Regions from separate parts of the Capra hircus genome. Here region 1 is linked to region 2. The links are chromatin contacts, called in public Hi-C maps. All regions are on one chromosome and are shown on one strand. The core of a region is the stretch at or near the end of the contact, and the rest is flanking DNA. Distances in the headings are between cores, read along the strand shown.

Region 1 (3,497 bases), core at 568-3,067, 110 kb after region 2:
TGGATAAATGAGCTGTGAATGAATGGAGAGGCACACACGAGTGACTGCGAGAGTGGAGGGCATGTTTTCTGGGTCCGCTCAGGTATGCTCCAACCCTCCCCTCCATCCACCCCCTGCTCCACACACTGTTCCACCTTGGGGCCTTGGCCCAAGACGGAATTTTCCTCCTTTCCCCCATTGCCTGGCTAACTCTTGCTGGATTCTCTTATCTCAGCCCGGGGTCCCTTCTGTAGGGAAGTGCTCCCCCTACCCCCGGTCCCTGCCCCCAGCCTAGGGCTGGGCTGTAGTCTCAGGTCACAGCCTTAAGTACTTTGAAGCTGTAATCTGACATTTCCTGGGTGGCACTCTCATTAATTGATGTTAGCGCTGCTAGACTGTGGACCCCGTGGGAACAGGGACGGTGCATTTTTGAGTCCCCAGAGCTTGGCACCATGCCTGGCACAGAATGGGCTGTTTATACTCTGAATGTGAAGAGATAGGACCTTTTGGTCCTCCGCACCCAGGTCCTTCCTCCCTGCCTGCCCAGAGCTCTGTCCCTGGGTCCTAGGGAGACTGGGGCCCCCACCTGCCCCCCTGTCCATGAGTGCGTGGTGCTGACTCTCAGCGGAGGGAGAGGCCAGGCCTCCGGTCATACCTCAGCCACGATGGAGTCCCTGGAGCTGACGTCATAGGTCCAGCCATCCAGGCAGGGCTCGGTGGCGCCCTGGGTGTCATTGGGCAGGCTGGCGTTGGATGGATATGCGAAACGGAGGCACATCTCAGGCTTCCCGTTCTGGCCCATGGGGAGCACCCAGGGCCCCGCAGAGGCGTTGGGTGGCGGGCGGCAGTGGTGGGTGGGGGTGGCGGCTGTGAAGATCTGCAGCAGGTTGTGGTTGGCCATGCCGAGGATGGGGAGGCCCAGCAGGACAGTGTGCAGGAACTGGAACGGCCCGTTGCTGGCCACGCGGTCCACAAGCTCGGCAAAAGTCATGGTGCCGGGCAGGATGAGCCAGGGCTGTGGGCGGGGGGCACCAGGCCGGAGAGAGGGATGTGTGCATGTGAGGTGATGGGGGGGGGGGCAGGTGGATGGGTGTGGAAGCACAGGTGGGAAGGTGAGCCCAGGTGCATGTGTGAGCTTGTGTATGTGGACGTCTGTAAGGACATGGGGCTCAGCTGTGTGCACCCGTGGAGTTATGTGGGGGTGAAGACGTCCCCGACTGCATGTACAGACATGGGGTTGCAAGGGTGGGGTGTGTCCAGAGTGGTGTCTGCAGAGATGGGCACAGGGAGGCTGGAGTGTCAGGGTATGACTGTGTGAGCTCGGATGTGCATGTGGGAATTGTGGGTGGGAGTGTGTGTCCAGCCAGCCTGGTCACACCTGCTGCAGGCATGGGGCAGTGCAGGCTACACCATGGGGACCAAGGGGTTCGGTCTTGGATGTGGGCCACCCAGGATGGAGGTCAGGAGTAAGTGGAAGGGTTCTTGATGGCCCTGAGCAGACACACAGGGTTGGCAGAACCCAGGTTGCCTGTTGAGAAGGTCTCCCCAAGCCCAGTGCCTCTTGCTTTTGCCTGTCTCCTGGGGCTGGCACACATAGCTGAGCAGCTGAAAGGACCCGAGCAGGTCCCAAGGGCTGAATGGACTTGGCCAGATGCACTGAGGAAGCAGGGCCTGGTCTTCCCGGGGTCCCTGGGGGCCGGGGCATGGTGGGCCTCTGTCCCTCCTCACCTGGTAGCTGAGCCTGGCTGCTCCCTCTGGTGGGGCTGGTGGTCGCTGTGGCTGGAGCCCTGCTCTGTCCCAGATCTGGCAGCTGCTGTGGTTTGGCAGTTCAGCTCCAACAAGCTGTGTTTGTGCCTTCCCCCAGGGGGGATTATATAAGGCGTAAGCTGTTTGCCCAGGCTAATGTTTGACTTTCTTTGGGGATTAATGACACCGGCAGGGGGGTGCTGTGGACCCACTAAGCCCAGCTTTCCTCAGAGGGCTGCCCCGGTAGAGGCTGGGGTGGTGGCATGACTGAGCCAAGTGGGACTGCTGGCAGGACAGAAGCCTGGGTGGTCTGGGCGGGAGGGGTTGGGGGCTGGGGTTGGGGGGTCTGGCTTGAGTCCTGAGGGCCCAGGGTCTTCTCTGAGCTGATGGTCTGAAGAATCAGAACTGAGAAGAGCCAATGAGAGAAGTGTTACTGCCCGTGAGTGGACAGTACGCCGCTGGGCACTGGCTCCCCCTCCCTGGTGCCTCTTGGCAGGGTACGTCCGGGCAGGAAATGTCACCTGTGTCTGCCCCGAGGGCTCAGGGCTGTCACCCCTAGGGCTCCTGGGGCGGTCAGGGCTGCCCATTCTGCATCTCAGACCCTGGGGAATACTTACCCCCCTTCCACCCCCATGCTCATTGGATGGGCTTTTCTTCTGATCAACTGTTTCCCTTTAAAGACAAATTGCAGTCCCTAGGGTTCTGTATTTTTTTTCTTTTTTCCTCTGAATATGATTTTAACTGGGCTTCCCTGGTGGCTCAGACAGTACAGAATCTGCCTGTAATGCGGGAGACGTGGGTTCGATACCTGGGTTGGGAAGATCCCCTGGAGGTGGGCATGGTAATCCACTCCAGTCTTCTTGCCTGGAGAATCCCCATGGACAGAGTCCATGGGGTTGCAAAGAGTCGGATCTGATTGAGTGACTAAAATAATTATGTAGAAAATCATCTGTTTCTTGCAAAAACTATAGGAAATAAAACAAGCCCAAATGCCCAGAATCACCTGAGAGCCAGCCCCGTGGGTGATCTGATGTATCTTCTTCCAGCTCTTTCCTCATCAGAAACCCTGATCCAAGCCCCCATTTTCCAGTGTTTAACATGAAGTTCATTTAACCCTCCTGGCAGCCCTGTTGCTACTACTATTCTAGCATTATTCTAGGAAACGGAGGCACAGAAAGGTTAAGTAACTCGTTCTGGGTTCCCCAGCCAGGAAGTGGCAGGGCAGGGGCAGTGTGACTCTAAGCCCACTTCTGTCTCTTGGAGCCAACATTTCTGCAAAGTCTGCATCTCCTCAGCACGGCCGCCTAGCCTGGCCTCCAGCTTCACTCCTGCCTGCCTTTCGCTCTTGGGTTCTTCTTCCAGGGACCCTAGGAGCTATCCCTCCTGTCTGCTCTGGGGGCTAAGGAGAGGCCCATCTAGGACTCCCCTTCTCGGTTGGGGAGGGGGCTTCTCATTCTTTTCCTTGGCCCCCTCATCCATCAAGGTGGCCTCTGGCTCCCAGGGCTCAGGCTGGGCTCCGTCCCCTGAAGTTTCCTCTCCCACCGGCCTCCTGAAGGGCAAGGTCAGTGGGTAACCCGGGTCCAGCCCCTCCTCTCTGCTTTCCACCTGGACCCAGCAGTAATTGATGTTCTTAGAGTGGCCGGAGGCAGGGCAAGATCCGGAGTCATCAAAGGAAGATTAAATTATGCTCCAAGGCAGCCAAGGGGTTGTTTTAGGAAGGTTTTTCGACTGTGAAGCTTGCAGAGAACTGGGCCTCCACCCTGAGCCCCCAC
Region 2 (3,327 bases), core at 373-2,872:
GGTCAGAAATACCAAGAGGGATTTCTGGAGCTGGGAGGCAGGGGAAGTATACGGGCTGTGAGGGACAAATAAGAACATTTTTCAGAACTACTTTGCGTGACAGTCTAATTCCTGGGGTTATGCAGTTTGTGTGTGTCGCCAAAGACCCTAAGAACAAAGTGTTAATCACTCAGTCATGTCCAACTCTGTGTGACCCTATGGACTGTAGCCTGACAGGCTCCTCTGTCCATGGAATCCTACAGGCAAGAATACTGGAGTGGGTTGCCATTTCCTTCTCCAAGGCATCTTCCTGACCCAGGGATCGAACCCAAGTCTTCTGCATTGCAGGCAGATTCTTTACAGTCTGAGTCACCAGGGAATCCCCCAAAGCGACAGTCACTCAATTATGTCCAACACTTTGTGACCCCATGGACTGCCTGCCAGTCTCCTCTGTCCATGGAATTCTCCAGGCAAGAATACTGGAGTGGGTACCATTCCTTTCTCCAGGGGATCTTCCCAACCGAGGGATCGAACTCAGGTCTGCACAGCAAGCAAATTCTTTGCTGTCTGAGCCACCAGAGATGTCTCAGACTCCATGGAGCCTAGAGGTTAGTGTGGGACACCTGGTGTTCATAAGGTTTCCGTGCTATACAGGTGAGCAACTACCTGTTGGAATTTCCAGATGGGTCAGCATTGGTTCTGTAAAATCAGAACCAGTCTCCAAAAAAGGAATCTGAGGATTCCAAAAGCCTGCGGGAGGCCTGGGAGAATATGATCTTGTCCCTAGATGCCACGTTGCTTCTCATTCATCTCCAAGTTGTCTGGGGAAGTTGCTCTGCTGGAGAAAGGTAGGGCCTGCCTCGAAGTAGTATCAGCCAAGTGAGCTGACCCTTTGGGGACCTAGGTTTCCTGCTGAGGGGTGGGGGCAGGAGCTGAGACGGCCAAGACCATCTATTCTGTCTTTTGTCCTATGGTCTTATTCTCTGTGGAGAAGGCAATGGCAACCCGCTCCAGTACTCTTGCTTGGAAAATCCCATGGATGGAGGAGCCTGGTAGGCTACAGTCAGTCCATGGGGTCTGGAAGAGTCGGACAAGACTTCACTTTCACTTTCATGCATGGGAGAAGGAAATGGCCACCCACTCCAGTATTCTTGCTTGGAGAATCCCAGGGGCAGGGGAGCCTGGTGGGCTTCAGTCTATGGGGTCGCACAGAGTCGGACACGACTGAAGCGACTTAGCAGCAGCAGCAGCAGCAGCAGCAGCAGCAGCAGCAGCAGCAGCAGCAGCAGCAGCAGCCTATTCTCTGAGAAGCACTCCAACCCGGGTTTGAAGTACCTCCTTTTTCTTGGCAGGGCTATTCCTCGGCTATTCCTGCAGATGGCGATAAAGTGACACGATGGGAACGGAGGGGCGGGGGCCCGCGGGAGGAGAAACGGTCCTTACTCGCCCCCTTCTCAAGGTCTGCTCCAGCCTGGTAGCTGGAGGAGGTGGCGTTCACAAAGGCATTCCATTTTTTCCCTGCTTCCTGCTGGTGCACAAAACGCCCTTGTTTATGGAGCGAGGACTCCCTCAGAGCAGGAAAGGGTGCTGCGTTTGGGGAGGAGGGAGAGGCCATGTCCAGCCAGGGCCGGAGGACTCAAGCTCTTCCCGCCTCCTCCGTCCGTCGTCCGGCAGCGGGAGCTGCAGGAATCTTGCTTCCGAGGCTTTCAGAGCTCAGACCTCATCTCCGGGAAGTCTTCCCGGATTGCACACCTTCCCCCACCCAGGCGTGCTGGCGCCCCTGTTCGTTTCTCCAAGCCCTGTTTCTACTCCCTCGGCTGGTGGAATGAGGCTCCGAACTCTTTTTGAAGCCCAGGCTGGAGGAGTGGGGAAAGGTGTGGGCCTGAACGTGGGCTGGGTGTCTGGCCTTCACCTGCGGAGCCGCCTGGTGCTGCGGTAACGCTGCCTATTGAGGCATTAAGGTGCTTTTCCTACAGTCCATCTCATCCTTTTAAGGCTTCTGCGGAGTTAATTCCCCTTTCAGAGCTGAGGACACGCCTGAGGGGAGGGGGTAATTTCCTGGTGCTCCAGTGGCTAGGACCCTGCTTCCACTGCAGGGGGCCAGGTTGGATCCCTGATCTGGGAACTAAGATTCCGAAAGCCATGTGGAAGGCATGGGTGGGTGGGGGGGACAGGATTAAGAGACATGCCTGAGGGGAGGGGGTGTGGGCAGGTAGGACCTGTGCCTGGGACAAGGGACACATTGCCCTGTGACCTGCCAGCCCCGTTCATCATCTGAATACCAGCTTTGACCTCTCCACTCCTGGCCTCCAGTAGAGGTCAGGCCAGTCTGATTCTGACACCCCTGCTCTCCCAATGCTGCTTGGCTTCCTCAGGACCTCCCCGCTTCTGGGGCCCACTGCCTTCGCCACAGGGCAGGGCATTTAACCTAAAGGGCGCTCAAGCCTAAGTGGTGGGTGGTGCTCAGGGAGGGACCTTCTCAGGGTCTTGAGCTGACAACCCAGGAAGCTGTGCTGTGGGAGAGGAGGAGGGGCTTTTTTGTCCTATGGTCATTCTCTACAGTGCTGTGTGCCTGCTAGCTTCTGGCCAGCCTGTCCTGTCACCTCTGGAGTGGAATTCCCTGCCCATAGTATTGGAAGATTCCTTTTCAAAGGGTTCTTGGAGTCCTGCCAGCTGTATATTGGTTGAATCTTCACTCTTTCTGGGCTTCCCTGGTGGCTCTGAGGTTAAAGCATGTGCCCGCAACGCAGGAGACCTGGGTTCAATCCCTGGGTCAGGAAGATTCCCGGGAGAAGGAAATGGCAACCCACTCCAGTATTCTTGCCTGGAAAATCCCATGGACAGAGGAGCCTGGTGGGCTACAGTCCATGGGGTCGCAAAGAGTCAGACATGACTGAGCGATGGGACTTCGAAGGGACTTCACTCTCTCTCTCTGTAAGGGATTAGCCCCACCTAGGACTTCATTTATCTTGTTCAATCACTAAGTCGTGTCTGGCTCTTTGTGACGCCATGGACTGCAGCTTGCCAGGCTTCCCTGTCCTTCACCATCTCTGGAAGTTTGCTCGAATTCATGTCCATTGAGTCAATGATGCCATCCAACCATCTCATCCTCTGTCGCCTCCTTCTCCTGCCCTCAATCTTTCCCAGCATCAGGGTCTTTTCCAAAGAGTTAGCTCTTTGTGTTAGGTGGCCAGAGTATTGGAGCTTCAACATCAGCATGAGTCCTTCCAATGAATATTCAGGTTTGATTTCCTTTAGGATTGACTGGTTTGATTTCTTTGCTGTCCAAGGGACTCTCAAGAGTCGTCTCCAGCACCACAGTTTGAAAGCATCAATTCTTTGGCACTC

The links. Hi-C and Micro-C count contacts between places; a contact is called where the count stands out from the background.
Region 1: a Hi-C map of liver shows a contact between it and region 2, with 5 times the contacts expected there. The contact joins the promoter of SLC22A8 here to the enhancer-like site in region 2. A contact is called at or near these places in 2 of 5 Hi-C or Micro-C datasets (blood and liver).

What each region holds. Positions count from the first base shown.
Region 1 is chr29:41,644,200-41,647,696 of ARS1.2, forward strand. SLC22A8 (solute carrier family 22 member 8) reads right to left here and starts at 1,818. Exons shown (of 11, transcript XM_005699804.2): 1 at 1,708-1,818; 2 at 635-994. The coding sequence starts at 970.
Region 2 is chr29:41,538,794-41,542,120 of ARS1.2, forward strand. No RefSeq gene overlaps it. Among named protein-coding and RNA genes, the nearest start is that of CHRM1, 15 kb to the right of the region's middle. Within about 2 kb of position 1,623, at least 1 of the 5 cell types and tissues checked has an H3K27ac peak or open chromatin away from gene starts, as enhancers often do.